Regions from separate parts of the Mus musculus genome. Here regions 1, 2, 3 and 4 are each linked to region 5. Evidence: chromatin contacts called from public HiChIP or PLAC-seq and Micro-C data. All regions are on one chromosome and are shown on one strand. Each heading gives the region's core, a stretch centred on a gene start, on an enhancer-like site or on the middle of the called end of the contact. The rest is flanking DNA. Distances are from core to core; before and after follow the strand shown. Region 1 overlaps Atf6 (activating transcription factor 6). Region 2 overlaps Atf6 (activating transcription factor 6). Region 3 overlaps Atf6 (activating transcription factor 6). Region 4 overlaps Atf6 (activating transcription factor 6). Region 5 holds the start of Uap1 (UDP-N-acetylglucosamine pyrophosphorylase 1).

The links. Hi-C and Micro-C count contacts between places; a contact is called where the count stands out from the background. HiChIP or PLAC-seq counts read pairs in DNA pulled down with a chosen protein or histone mark.
Region 1: a contact with region 5 is called in an H3K4me3 HiChIP or PLAC-seq map of bone marrow-derived macrophages, with 3 times the contacts expected there. The contact joins the enhancer-like site here to the promoter of Uap1 in region 5. A contact is called at or near these places in 4 of 39 promoter capture datasets (cranial neural crest, liver and pre-B cells), 1 of 115 datasets of contacts at active chromatin or transcription factors (bone marrow-derived macrophages) and 1 of 9 other capture datasets (embryonic stem cells).
Region 2: a contact with region 5 is called in an H3K4me3 HiChIP or PLAC-seq map of bone marrow-derived macrophages, with 4 times the contacts expected there. The contact joins the enhancer-like site here to the promoter of Uap1 in region 5. A contact is called at or near these places in 7 of 39 promoter capture datasets (the HPC-7 cell line, cranial neural crest, hematopoietic stem and progenitor cells and 3 more), 1 of 484 Hi-C or Micro-C datasets (the G1E-ER4 cell line), 9 of 115 datasets of contacts at active chromatin or transcription factors (astrocytes, bone marrow-derived dendritic cells, bone marrow-derived macrophages and 6 more) and 1 of 9 other capture datasets (embryonic stem cells).
Region 3: a contact with region 5 is called in a Micro-C map of the HL-1 cell line, with 2.7 times the contacts expected there. The contact joins the enhancer-like site here to the promoter of Uap1 in region 5. A contact is called at or near these places in 1 of 39 promoter capture datasets (cranial neural crest), 1 of 484 Hi-C or Micro-C datasets (the HL-1 cell line) and 3 of 115 datasets of contacts at active chromatin or transcription factors (embryonic forebrain, pancreatic cancer cells and stem cell-derived neural progenitor cells).
Region 4: an H3K27ac HiChIP or PLAC-seq map of hepatocytes shows a contact between it and region 5, with 12 times the contacts expected there. The contact joins the enhancer-like site here to the promoter of Uap1 in region 5. A contact is called at or near these places in 5 of 39 promoter capture datasets (the C10 cell line, the HPC-7 cell line, cranial neural crest and 2 more), 2 of 115 datasets of contacts at active chromatin or transcription factors (embryonic forebrain and hepatocytes) and 1 of 9 other capture datasets (embryonic stem cells).

What each region holds. Positions count from the first base shown.
Region 1 is chr1:170,794,506-170,797,280 of GRCm38.p6, forward strand. Atf6 (activating transcription factor 6) reads right to left here. Exons shown (of 16, transcript NM_001081304.1): 11 at 152-265. Among named protein-coding and RNA genes, the nearest start is that of Gm25235, 37 kb to the right of the region's middle. Within about 2 kb of position 1,441, at least 71 of the 459 cell types and tissues checked have an H3K27ac peak or open chromatin away from gene starts, as enhancers often do. A contact at or near this core is called in bone marrow-derived macrophages and pre-B cells, where this site is marked.
Region 2 is chr1:170,844,657-170,847,356 of GRCm38.p6, forward strand. The region is part of intron 4 of Atf6 (activating transcription factor 6); the gene reads right to left. Among named protein-coding and RNA genes, the nearest start is that of Gm29733, 5.0 kb to the right of the region's middle. Within about 2 kb of position 1,280, at least 100 of the 459 cell types and tissues checked have an H3K27ac peak or open chromatin away from gene starts, as enhancers often do. A contact at or near this core is called in the G1E-ER4 cell line, the HPC-7 cell line, bone marrow-derived macrophages and 3 more, where this site is marked.
Region 3 is chr1:170,769,518-170,772,217 of GRCm38.p6, forward strand. The region is part of intron 14 of Atf6 (activating transcription factor 6); the gene reads right to left. Among named protein-coding and RNA genes, the nearest start is that of Gm23523, 19 kb to the left of the region's middle. Within about 2 kb of position 1,439, at least 49 of the 459 cell types and tissues checked have an H3K27ac peak or open chromatin away from gene starts, as enhancers often do. A contact at or near this core is called in the HL-1 cell line and pancreatic cancer cells, where this site is marked.
Region 4 is chr1:170,814,250-170,817,060 of GRCm38.p6, forward strand. Atf6 (activating transcription factor 6) reads right to left here. Exons shown (of 16, transcript NM_001081304.1): 9 at 1,174-1,265. Among named protein-coding and RNA genes, the nearest start is that of Gm25235, 17 kb to the right of the region's middle. Within about 2 kb of position 1,257, at least 6 of the 459 cell types and tissues checked have an H3K27ac peak or open chromatin away from gene starts, as enhancers often do. A contact at or near this core is called in hepatocytes and liver, where this site is marked.
Region 5 is chr1:170,173,702-170,176,499 of GRCm38.p6, forward strand. It overlaps Uap1 (UDP-N-acetylglucosamine pyrophosphorylase 1), which reads right to left and starts at 1,263. Exons shown (of 11, transcript NM_001305045.1): 1 at 1,049-1,263.

The DNA.
Region 1 (2,775 bases), core at 191-2,690, 620 kb after region 5:
CTACCTGGACAATTGTTATCCTGGCTTGCAGTTATCCAATGCAAGTCAGATTCTCTTGGCCTCTTACTAAAGCTGAAGAAATGCTTTGCTAAGTTTGAAGTTTGCCATGGGAGGCCACTCGGTAGTTTCTGCACCAGTCCACACCCGTTACCTGAGAGACTCTGTTGTGTTAATCAGGGGTTGACATGGAGGTGGAGGCATATAAAGCAATGGCTCTTCACTTAGCACCATTAAAGCTTTGTCATTGGACACAGAGTGATCATAGCTGAAACAAAGACAGACAAAAATCATTTCCTTGTATCATAAATTTTATAAAGCTTACTACTGTCAGTTTTCATTAAAATAAACATATACCAAATTAAACATGTTGTAAGATTGAAATGAACATAACAGAAAGAATTAAATATAAACCATATGGTGGACTGTCATTCTCTCAGTTTCTAAGAGCTGGCAGAGTAATTCACATTTGCTTAGCTACTATTTACTGGGCAGCACCTGCTGTGTGTGAATTCAATAAACTTCCCTATTGCTGGAGTGGAGGAGAAATTAATTGAGTTAGCAGTCGACAGGAAAAGACATGATTGTTATATGACAAGGCTACAGGTTTGTGGTCATTTGCCATACTGTGTCAACAAACTCAGTCTCTCCAAGCAAGTTTGTGTGAAGTGGGGGTAGAGGAAGACCTAAAATGTTTGGCAGGAGAAAAATGACAAAGTTGAAAAGCTGGACAAAAATTTTAAAACCATGGATGACCTTGAATCACTAACAAAACACTAAATGACAATGACTAGTTACTCAATAACTTAAAAAGTACACGTTTGTCCCTTTGCTACTGTTTTATGTCACATGATTCCTACCTAGAGTACGAGTTGAAAATCAGATTATGAACCAGGACCATTTACTACTGTGTACATCCTTCAGTCTGTATCTTAATCTAGCTCACTAAGAAATCTTCTGTATTTTTTTATAAGATACTATGAATTTACAAATTGGGTATGCTAAAATACAAAAATATATATATATATACAAGTGAACATGGTAGGCTTCATGCTTTTTACTTATTCATTCAATATTTGTGGAGCGGCACCTATGTGCTGGGTAACCCAAGAGAGAGCAACAGTCTATTCTCAAAGAGCTAACAGGAAAAGCAGAGCAAACCCAAGAGAACAAATGCATAAAATACAGCAAAACCATATTAACTGTTGTAAAAGCAGCACAGGACTCAAACAGCAAAGTATGCAGGATCTACTTCAGATAAAACTAGGGAAAGGATCATAGATGGCAAGGCTAAAAGACAAGAGGAAACCAGCTGCGCAGAAACTAGGGGAAGAGTATACGAGACAAAAGCAAGTGAGAAAAAGACTCAGAAGGAAAGCTGCTGAAGAGCTCTGGGCACGTGGGACAGACAGAAGAGGAAGTCAGGAAGCCAGAGTCCGGCTCATAATTAGGACTTGCTGAATAAAAGGGAAGTTACTAAGTGAGAAGTGAGATACCTCAACTTATCCTTAAGCCTGAGAATTGTACCAAAACCAAATATTAGTTAAATATGGAAAAGAAAAAAGTCAAGACATGACTGGGTATGTGAGCATGTGTATGAGAAGTCCGATCTGTGAACGGAAATTTGAGAATCACCCGTGTTTACGCATCTGGAGGCTGTGGTACAGATGAGTCACTTTAGCAGGACATAAACAGAGTTCACAGCTTTAAAGCTTGGGATCTGGACAAAGGAGAAGCTTACAAGGAAAATCAGAAAGGAAGAAGGAAGACTGAGTGGGCAGGATAAGCTTGCACACAGGAGGCGAAGGCAGGAGATCACAAGTTCAAAGCCAGCATGTGCTACAGAGCAAGAGTTTGTCTCAATTATCCAGGGGCAAGGAAATACCACAGTGGTAGAGTACTTGCCTATTCAAAGCCCTGCACGGAATCCCTAATACTACGAACAGCAGCCAGTCAAAAAAGGAAGGAAAGAAGGAAGGAAGGGAGGGGGGAGGGAGGGAGGGAGGGAGGGAGGGAGGGAGGGAGGGAGGGAGGGAGGGAGGGAGGGAGGGAGGGAGGGAGGGTAAAAACTCTAACAATGCAGAAGGAAAAGTCTTTTAGGGAGTGACTCACTTAGCCAAGATTTGCCACAATGAACACATGCCCCCCAAGTCACCCTCAACACACAACTAATTTCAGAATAAAAGTAATGATTTCTGAGTATGGCACACATGAGAGAAAAGAAGTGGAAGCTAAAGTTATATGGAACACACACACACACAGGTTATTTGAAAATCACACCTGCATACTTAATAATACCAGGAATTCCAAAATTGATTTCAAAACTGTATTTTTGACCTGTAATTTTCTCTCCATATGATTAATCTCTAGCAATGATTTCTGCATACCTGGGCTGGTTAGCTTTGTTCTAACAGCTAGAAATACAGAGAAGAAAACTATCAGGTAGGAGAAATGCAAGGGTAGACAGGACAGGGTTAGAGGAAGAAAAGAAGGGGAGAGTCTAAGCGAGCATGCAATCTGGAGACAATCAGACCCTATTAACCCAAAGACAGTCAGAGATCCAGGCTCTCTGCAAGCCGTCCTATACAGATAAAAGAAATTTCAGCAAATAAATCACTACAGGAAAGAGCAATGCTGGAAGCTAGAGTTGATGAGAATTCCTAAAGACACTGTGGCCGATGCCTCAAGCGGAAACCACCCTTTCCTGTTTACTAGAAGACAACTGTGATTTAAGCCTGATGCCCTATGTCCTGAGGTAAAAATTAATACCAGCTCTCA
Region 2 (2,700 bases), core at 30-2,529, 670 kb after region 5:
TCAACACTAATGTTAACAAGTATCTGGGTGATGGATAGCTTGACAAAGACCCGCACATTCGGGCAGGAGAACAGATTAGCGAGTAAAGGCACTGAGTTCAACCCCCGGAACCCATGTGGTAGAAAGAGTCTGACTTTCACACACTCACTGTGAGCCATCATGAACAACCATACATAAGACACACAAAATAAAAAAGTAAATGTTCATTTTTTTTTTTATTTTTTTATTTTTGGTTTTTCGAGACAGGGTTTCCCTGTATAGCCCTGGCTGTCCTGGAACTCACTTTGTAGACCAGGCTGGCCTCAAACTCAGAAATCTGCCTGCCTCTGCCTCCCGAGTGCTGGGATTAAAGGCGTGCGCCACCACGCCCAGCTTATTATTTTAAGAGCAGTACTTTTCCACGGTTTAAAAGTACCTTCTTCACAAAATACTGGCAACTAGCAAAGGGAGAAAAGAGCAGCTTCTTGGCTGAGAGCCTAGCAGATGCTGTCAGCTGACTGAGGTGAACATCACCAGTAACAGGACCACCTCAAACTGTCATCAAACTGAATCTTATCATCAAAAATAAATGACAAGGTGGAGTGTGGGTGGCCTGCACCTGTAACCTCAGTTCTTGGGAGGTGAAAGCAGGAGAATCAGGAGTTGAAGGCCATTTTCCATTACATAGCAACTTTAAACCAGTTCGAACTAGGTGAGATCCTATCTCAAAAGGCAAAAACAGATCTGGTAGTGGTGACATCCTTACTACTTTAATCCTAGGACTTAGGAGGCAGAGGTGGGTGATCTATATGAGCTGCAAGCCAACCTGGTAAACAGAGCAAGTTCCAAGACAGCCAAACAGCTAAAGCTATACAGAGAAACCCTGTCTCAAAAACCAAGAGAGAGAAAGAGAGAGACAGAGAGACAGAGAGAGAGAGGCTAAAACAAACAAACAAAAGACAGACACAAAACCACTTCTGTGGCATTCCTGCCATAGACACTAAAGCTGACTCCAATCCTGAGGAAACGTCTGGCACTCCAAATGATAAGGTCATTAAAGCACGAAGTCAAGAAGGAAGAATTGTTCCAGAATAAAGAAAATTAAAGCAGAAAGACAACCACATGCAACATAACCTGATGCTTTTGCTGGTCTGAATCTAAGGGGAGCTACATGGGAAATTGCACAATCTAAACCGGGACTGGGTAGTGCGAGTTTTGGTTTCTTTTAACCTCAGTTATGCTACGGAGACATGTTTCTGTTTTAATCCCTGGTGTGGCCTCCTTCAGCTTATCCACAGCAGCAGACTGACTGCCTCGTGCTCCAGCAGGGGCAGGATCTGTGCCCAGTGCAGATAGCTTAATTCTGGGAACTCTTGAGCGAGAGAAAAAAAAAAAAAAGCCAAATGCCAGAGGGGGCTGAGGGAACTCTGAGGGGCAGGGGAACACTAAGGAAGAAGCCTGGCTGTTCGGCTGTACCCCCTGCTGGGTCCTGCTCCTGCTGCTGATGGTTGAGAGGAAAGAGACCAGAAGAAGCTGGACTTCCCGGTAGCGGAAGATTAGACTTGCTTTAGTCAGCAGGAAGTAGTTTAAAGAGACCTAGCCTCCTTTCTCCTCCACCCTTCCTTCTCTACTACCTGGTGATGGGGGGTTGGAAGGAATAAGGGCTGGAAGGGAGAAAGAGGTACATAAAAACCAAATAAAATAGCTAAAACAAATATGCCTACAGGGCTACAGATGAGATTATTGTTATATATCAATGTTTAGTTCCTGGTTTTGGTGGCTGTATTGTTGTTAAAAAAAACATTCTTGTTCATAGGAGGTAGACATTATAGAATTTGGAATTCAGTGGCCAACTGACCCTCAAATGGCTCAGACAAAAATCTCCACAATATATTTGCAAATTTAAGATCATTCCAAATAAAAAGGCAGTGTAAGCAAGAGAACAAGAATAAAAAATTAGCCAGGCGGTGGTAGCGCATGCCTTTAGTCCCAGCACTTGGGAGGCAGAGGTAGGCAGATTTCTGAGTTCAAGGCCAGCCTGGTCTATAGAGTGAGTTCCAAGATAGCCAGGGCTACAGAGAAACCCTGTCTCGAAAAAACAAACAAACAAACAAAACAAAAACAAAAAACAATAAAAAATTAGAGAATGTCTTTCTGAGTGATAAGCTTTTGAGTAACAGGAGGAGGAAGAATAGAAGGAAAGGAGGAAGAGAGGTAAAAGGCAGGAAAAAGGATAAGGACATGGATAAGAGGAAGTGGAGGAAGAGCAGCAGCAACAATAACAGAACTAGTAAGAACAATAATAATAAAATAAATATATGTGCACCTTATATAAATATAAAGAAGAAGAAGAATAACCAGGCTAGGCGTGCTGGTTATTATTTTAATCTCTACACCTAGAAGGCAGAGACAGAAGGATCTCTACAAGTTCAAGGCCAACCTAGTCTCCATAATAAGTTCCAGGCCAGCCAGAGCTACACAGTGAAATCCTGCTGAAAGAAAGAAAGAAAGAAAGAAAGAAAGAAAGAAAGAAAGAAAGAAAGAAAGAAAGAAAGAAAGAAAGAAAGAGAGAGAGAGAGAGAGAGAGAGAGAGAGAGAGAGGGAGGGAGGGAGGGAGGGAGGGAGGGAGGGAGGGAGGGAGGGAGGGAGGGAGGGAGGGAGGGAGGGAGGGAAGGAAGGAAGGAAGGAAGGAAGGAAGGAAGGAAGGAAGGAAGGAAGGAA
Region 3 (2,700 bases), core at 189-2,688, 600 kb after region 5:
AGCTAACCGACAGGCAGAGTTCAGAGAGTCTTGTGAAAGAGTGGAGGCAGAATTGAAGGAGCCAGAGAAGTCAAGGACACCACAGAACCTACAGAGTCAACTAACCTGGGTCCATGGAGAATCACAGAGAATGAACCACCAACCAAAGAGCATAAAGGAGCCTAGGTCCAGCCCCTTACATATATGTAGCAGATATGCAACTTTTTCTTCATGTGAGTCCCCTAACAATTGGCACTGGGGCTGTCTCTGACTCTGTTGTGGGGTCTTTGGATTTCCTGCCCCATAGCTGGGCTGCACTGTCTGGCCTCAGAGGGAGAGGATGCATTTATTCCCGCTAGGACTTATGTACCAGGGTGGGTGGATACCTATGGGGAGCCTCTCCTTCTCTCAGGAGAAGGGAGGGGAAGTAGGGGAAGAGTGTGTGAGGGTGGGATGGGGAGGAGAGGGAAAAGGTAGGCTGTGACCAGGCTGTAACATGAATAAACAAATTAATGGAGAAAAAAGAAAAAAGTCTCAGCTTTACATTTAAATAAATATTGCTTAGGAAATAACTTTTGCAGCAACTTTAGAGTCAAGTGTGTATAATCAATCAAGGCTCATTTCACCAAGGTGGTTTCCTCCTCAGCAAAAACACTGTTCAAGAAAAGGTAAACGAATAAAATGACTAAGGGAAAAAAAAGAAAAAAGAAAAAAACTCCTGAAGAAAAAAGTTCCACTTAAAAAAAGTGGCTTAGAGAAATGGCTTTTAGATATGATAATCATTTTTCACTTCCTTTAAAAAACTTGTCAAACAGAACAACCTTTTTTGTTTTCCTTTCCCCCCCCCCCAGGGGAAGGTAAGGGGGGAGTTAATCACTGGGGGTGGGGGAGGGGGAGATGGGAATACAGGTAGCATAGAGCAGTCAACAGCCTGGAAACGCTAAGCACTTCAGGGAGATAGTGTCAGTCTCGCTTGTATGACTACACCCCCAAACATGGCCTCTCACAGAAATTCCCATGGATTTAGTTTCTATCTTTACAATGTATTTATAGTTAACTTACATAACTCCTGAAAAAGTAAAATACGGTCCTTCCAGATTTTAACTTCGTTTACTGTATATGCATTCAGTAGACTTAAGTCAAGCTGGAGAAGAAAGTCCTTCCTTTAGAAGTAAACTCTCTTCTAAATGCCTGTGCAAACAATTATAGTTTATTCATGAAATGCAAGCCTGATCCTGTCTTCTACCTAAGAACCAAATTCTCTAGGCATGGCCCACAAGCGTCGTTGTGACTCTGCCATGTTGTAGTTTCCTGAACGCACTTCACATTCCAACCACTTTGCTGGAGAGTCCTCCTCACACAGGCGCCTCTCATGTGAAGTGCCATGGCTTCACAGTCCCACTCACGCTCCTGAGTGCGCTCTAAACTCTTCTGCTACCTTCTTCCTGAAGGAAGAGAGCGCAGCCGATGTAGGCTGGAGTTAAGAGTACCTACCTCACCAGGCTTTGGAGGCGCTGGATGGACGTCTTACATACAACAGCGAGGGCGGTGAAGCCACCAAACCCACGGGAGCCTATGCATTCCGTGTTATGCTGTTTCTTACCACGATGCTGTAATTTTAGATGAGTCACTTTCTCCCACTACTACAAATTACTTGAAAACAAAGAGTTTACATACTTGTTTTTATGGATGAAACACCAGATTTGGTGAAAGGTACTGAGTGAATAAATAATGACGCAGACTAGGATAAAGTTTTACCAGGGAGGATCTAACAGAAGAGATAGGACTTTAAAGCCATTTATCTTTCATTTTCCCCTGAAAAGCTGCTGAGCTGTGCCTAGAAGGCAGGCACCTTCTAGACCCATAAAAAAGGAGGGAATGAATTTTCTTTTTTTCTCCTCCCTCTAAAGGGACACAGAAGTTCACATTCTTCTCTGATTCTAGGGACACGCCAGAGCACTACTAATTACTTAGTTCCAAAAACCAGCCTTCACTAAAGAACCAGAGTTGGTCTGTAGAACAGGAGTTAACAGCACTGCTCATTTGTGCAAACCGAGCGTGAGGGGAACGGCGGGGAGGTGCACAGGGGAGAAGGTCGGTGCTGGGAACGGCGGGGAGGTGCACAGGGGAGAAGGTCGTGCTGGCTCTGACTCGTGCTCCCACTGCTTATTTATAGCTGATTAGTATGAGATTTGTTTTACTTGGCAAAAATACAAGATTCTGAATGACTAGGCGAGGAAGATGTGAGAAAACGCGCAAGCGTTAACGCTCCGGAGCTGACTAACTCCTGCACCTCGGGGCTCCGTCCGCAGGTTCCCGGGGCCGCTGCACACTGAGGCCGCTCCAGAACTGCTAGTGTCCTCGGATGTACATTCACTTCTACAAGTGAAACAGCGCTTAGCGAAAGAACTAGTTCCCTTAGATATCTCTGTTTACTAGCTGGGGCTATATTTTCAGATTTCTTTGCACATACAATTCTTAGTTTCTTTTGTAAAATACCACTAGCAAAAAGAAAAAAACTCTTTAAAAGCCAAGCCAAAGAATTACATGCAGTGATCTGAATAAAATAATTTCTCAGTGACCACTTAGAATGACTCCTTCCTTACGCTGAGTTTTCTTCTTAGTACTGATATTTTATTGCATACACTTATATATTTACTTAGTATCTATCTTTAGAATATAAACTCTAAAAGAATCTGTCTTTAGAACATAAACTCTACA
Region 4 (2,811 bases), core at 7-2,506, 640 kb after region 5:
CATTTAAAATTTATTTTATTTAATCTATTACACAATAAATATTAATAAATATAAGTTCTTTGTAATTCTCAGTAACTTTTAATAGTATAAACTAGTTCCTAAGGCATAAAATTTCTGAAATATGTCAAGTAATAGTATATCTATACTTCAAAATGTAATGAAGTTAACTAAAAGAGAATAATGTGCTAACATAATTAAAAATAAGACAGTACTTTGAATAATGCATAAATTGTCCATATGTAAACATAATTTAACAAATTATGTATACATAAACACAAAAACAAAATCATGTATCTATAGGAACTGGACTTTTTTTTTTTTTTTTGGTTTTTCGAGACAGGGTTTCTCTGTATAGCCCTAGCTGTCCTGGAACTCACTTTGTAGACCAGGCTGGCCTCGAACTCAAAAATCCGCCTGCCTCTGACCTTCCAAGTGCTGGGATTAAAGGCGTGCGCCACCACACCCGACTGACTTTTTGTTTTTTTAAAAGAATGCCATATTATTTTATAAGCATGTTTTTTTTTTAATTAGGTATTTTCCTCATTTACATTTCCAATGCTATCCCAAAAGTCCCCCATACCCTCCCCCCCACTCCCCTACCCACCCACTCCTACTTTTTGGCCCTGGCGTTCCCCTGTACTGGAGCATATAAAGTTTGCAAGTCCAATGGGCCTCTCTTTGCAGTGATGGCCGACTAGGCCATCTTTTGATACATATGCAGCTAGAGTCGAGAGCTCCGGGGTACTGCTTAGTTCATAATGTATAAGCATGTTTTTTAACATGCTGTTTCCTCGTCTTAACATGCTTTTCCCGTAATCCCACTTGGCAAACTAGTATGACAATTCAAAGTTCAGATTCCTCCCTGGGGATTCTCCTTATCATTCAAGAAAATAATCTTCTGTGCACGTATGACATGCCATGAACTACCATGTCACGGAACTCACATGCCCGGCCACTGTCTGTTCACTGTCTGTCACACTCATCATGCCTACATGGTTCTCTTCCCAGATGCATTCTGAGATCTGTGAAAGCACGTGTCACCTGTCCAATTATTCTTTACACATCTGGAATGCTGATTTTCTTTTTCAGAACAAATGAGTTTTCCTCTTACTTTTGAGTAGAGCAAAACAATAACAAATAACTAACATTAAGTTTTAGTATTTGCATACTTACCTCATGGGCCCATAGTTCAGCATTATAAATGCTAATACTATCATCACACAGACAGCTCTTCGCTTTGGACTTGGGACTTTGAGCCTCTGGTTCTACAGGAAATGAAACAGGATGAAACTACATGTCAACACTACAAACAAAGAGCAGTAATTAAGAATCCTCCTTTCTACTAGTTGTATGAATATCTTTTATCATAAAAAATAAAAGTAAAAACACCTCAAAGGTAAAGAAATAGTACTTTTAAAAAGACAGCTTCCCATACTCTCTTTTTTAACAAAGGAAGGAATTATTCTCCCTCCGGTACTGAGCAAAATACCTGAATTGACTCATGGACTGTGTTGGTGGGATGGGTTAGTCTAGAGCCTAGATCCACTAGCAGTACAGTGGACAGAACAGCCTGGCTGCCTGCCCTTCCTGAAGCTGAGTGACAATCTATTGACATAAATCAGAAACAAGTTTGAACCAGCTCCAGGTAAGCCTCAAGAAAATAAGAGAAGGGCTGGAGAGATGGCTCAGAGGTTAAGAGCACTGACTGCTCTTCTGAAGGTCCTGAGTTCAAATCCCAGCAACCACATGGTAGCTCACAACCATCTGTAATGACACCCTCTTCTGGAGTGTCTGAAGACAGCTACAGTGTACTCACATATAATAAATAAATCTTAAAAAAAAAAAGAAAGAAAGAAAGAAAAGAAGAGAAAAGATGAGAATGTTAAAGCCATAGTCTTTATTGTCCCTTGCTTGTTCAAAGTAGGTCTCCTGATCAGCATAAACGGGGCTGCTTAATGACTGACATGGGCCCCCTTCCAGAGAGCCTATGGAGTTGGTTGGGTTGTAACAGGACCAGGACAGACAGGTGCCTACCAGACGGCCAGCAGCTAGAATTACAGAGACCATGTGTGCAGATCCCACCCAGAGACTCTGCCCAAGTGTCTTCATCAGGCTCCTTGGAGTCAGGTCCCAGGTACTAGGACACTGAATCTAGCACCCACAGAGGCCAGGCAGGAGGAGGAAGGCTGAAGAGAGATCTGAACAGCTGTCCTTCTAAATGTACATTGCTAGGGTTACAGGTGACAGTTAAGAGTGCTTGCTGCCAGCCCCGAAGGGAATAGGAACTCTACAGGAAGACCAATAGAGTCAACTAGCCTGGACCCTTTGGGCTCTCAGAGTCTGAATCACCAACCAGAGAAGACCAATAGAGTCAACTAGCCTGGACCCTTTGGGTTCTCAGAGTCTGAATCGCCAACCAGAGAACATCCACGGCTAGACCTAGGCCCCCTGCACATATGCAGCAGATGTAGAGCTTGGCCTTCGAGTGGGTCCCGAATGACTGGAGTCGGGGAGGGGGAGCTATCCCTAAAGCTGTTACCTGTATGTGAGATGTGTTCTATTAGCTGGGCTGACTTATCTGGATTCAGTGGGAGAGGATGTGCCTAGCCTGGAAGAAACTTTAAGTGCCAGGGTGGGGTGAGGGGGATATCCAGGGGCTCCCACAGAGGAAGAGAAGAGGAGAGGGAGGGGAAAAAGACTGTGAGAGGGGGTGACTGGGAAAGGGGCAGTGAGCAAGATGTAAAGTGAATAAGTAAAAAATAAATTAATTAATTAAAAAAAAGTTTTAGCTTTGTATTTCTGTGGCTCCTC
Region 5 (2,798 bases), core at 13-2,512:
TGCTATATGTCCTCAGGGTGGGTTAGTAAATCGCTTTGGGGGGTGGGGGTGGGGTGGGGGGGACACATGGAGCCAGGCAGTGGCGGTACATATCTTTAAGGTAAATGGATCTCTGAATTCTGGGCCAGCCAGGTCTACAGAGTGAGTTCCAACAACCAAAGCTACACAGAGAAACCCTGTCTCGGAAACAAACAAACAAACAAACGAAACAGGAAAAAAGAGGGGAGGGGAGGGGCTGGGGTGGGGGTGGGGAGGAATGGTACTGAGACTGACTTGAGTCCTAACCACTAACTAACAGGACAGACTATGAAGTCTTTTCCCTCAGCCAAGTGAGTCAACTAATAACGAAATGGATAAATGCTTTTGGTTTGCTGCAAACTCTTGGATCCAAGCCCAGTGAACTTCACCTCCAAGTCCTTAAACTTGTGCCTCTCATAAATGCATGATCATTACCATCGGATATCAGATCTCATAGTATGCCGATGAAGGCCAGTCAGCCTTCACACCAAACTTTTAAAAAATCTTCTAGAGCATATGTGTGCTCTCAGCCTCACCGTTCCTCCAGTCCAACTGAGGGGAAAACCCTGAAATCTGAACCTCTCTCACTATCAGTATCAAGCGAAGGCAAGCGGGTCCTGTGCTAGTCACATCCCCCATTGGGATCCACTGTCCTGGTCGGAACTATCAATTCTTACCCTCGTGGGTTCAAAACACCCCAACGCGCTTTCCCAACAGTAACAGCGATCACTTATTCCCACCGGTGAACCCCAGAAGTGGCACAACTATGCCCGGGCCCTAGCCTGAAACCCTCCTGGCTCCTCTTCCCCCAACTCAAAAACAGCGCTGACAAGCGCCGGGAACTCCATCATCACCCAAGCCTCCTCCCTCAGGTCTCCCCCAAGACCCTCCGCGCGCGCATCCCCGCCCCGCCGCGACACAGCCCACGCCTCTCCGGAGCTCCGAGCAGCGGACGCCGAGCAAGGTGCGGCAACGCGTAGCCGGGTCCCCGCGCTAGGCATGGGAGCGCGCGCGTGAAGGGGGTCCCTACCTCCCTCGACAATCCCGCGGCTCCTTCGGCTCGGCTACTCGCCCGTGTCCCGCGCCCGCCTGGAATATATACTGTCATCCGAGGGGCCGGGGCGGCGGGGCGGGCCACGAGCAGCGGCCGAGGGGAGCGCGGGCCCCGGCCACCCGGCCCCTCCCGCCGCGGTGAGTGGCTGCGGCCCAGGGGCGGAGCGGAAGCCTGCCGGCCCGACACGTCAGCGACCGAGAACAGCCAAAGGGGCGGGCACCGGCGACAGGAAGGAGGAGCCTCTTTACGTCACTCAGACTCTTGCCCAATAGGATGGCCAAGGATCCTGTCAGTCTGTGGTACCGCCCCCCACGCACTAGCAGGGGCGGGGCCGGCTACGCGCGCGGCTTCGCGGGGAGGTGAGGCCAGGCGCCACCTTAAGGACAAACTGCAGGGCGGGTCCTCTCGGTCACCCGGGGCGGATCAGAGCGCCTGGTAGGGAGCGCGGCGCTGGCAGTGAGTCTTCAAGTGACGGATTTCCGAACGCCCACGGGTGTGGTTGGGAAAGACCCGCCGGTTTCTAGGCAGAGATCCCTCCAAGGCAGGCCTGTGACCTTAAGCTAGCTGATTTTGTCTCTAATTCTCCACATACCTGTTTGCCAGTGACCCGGGCTTCCTCTGCCATTGTCTTCGGAGTCTCTTGGGTGTCGACACAGCCGGGTTGCCTTTTGCACAGCGACTAGTGAACGAAATGCAATCAAAAGGGATTAGATGACCCGAGGCCATGCAAAATGTGCCAGTCAGGGAGAACCGGCCCAGAGAGCAAGAACTTAGCTAGGAGAGGAGAGCTAAAATTCAACTGTCCTGTTACAGCATAGGCAGCAGATGTGCATGTGCAGGCTATAATCTCAGTGTTATGAAGTTGCATTTATATTTAGAGCTATTATGTTGGGTTTTTGCAGGTTTTGAAACGAGAGTCCAATTTGTTGAGATGTCAAAAGCAACTAAATTTAACATATCAGGATGTTTTCCATCAGGTGGATAGGCTTCCTCATTTTACATTTTCAGTGTTTTCTTAGTCATTCTTGCGTATTCATTTTTAATCCAGACTTTACTATCAATTTATGTCATTTAGAAATATCATTTAACAAGGGGTATCATTTGTAAATAAAAACGTAGTTGCCCATCTGTTAAGGCACCTTTGTGGCTTTGAGAGATTAGATGGATAAACAGCTTGGTGGAACAGGATCAAGGAAGGACATGATATATTATTAGCAGTATTTGCTTGGCCTTAGCCTTGCATGCTCTCTGGAATCCTGTCAGAACGCCACGTCGCCTGAGAAGCTGTAAATGGCACCCACAGTGCTGTTGATAGTGGTAGGTGTGCCTTCCTGGAGCAAGACTAACAACACGGGTGTGTTCTCTAGTTTTCATACTTCCAGCTTGGAAAGTACCGAGTCTTAAGTGAAGAATTCAGAGCCTGCCCACAATGGGGTTGCCCAGAATCTCTTGACCTTCTTTATGTGTGCAAGTCCCTGGGGTAGAAGCATTCTCTTAGAAAGAAATTGGCGGCTACAGCAGTCAATAAAGAGCATATTGTCCAAAACGTATTTATTTATTGAGTTATTCTACAGTAGAACTTACAATAGACTCTACAGGGGAATCAAGAGTCTATTTCTTCAAGGGATTCCAATACAATGAGAGAGGCAGGGGAGAGACGTGCTCCTTCTTCCTAAGGGACGGCCGTGAGTGCAGCAGCAAAGGCTCAGATGAGCATTAGAGCTCA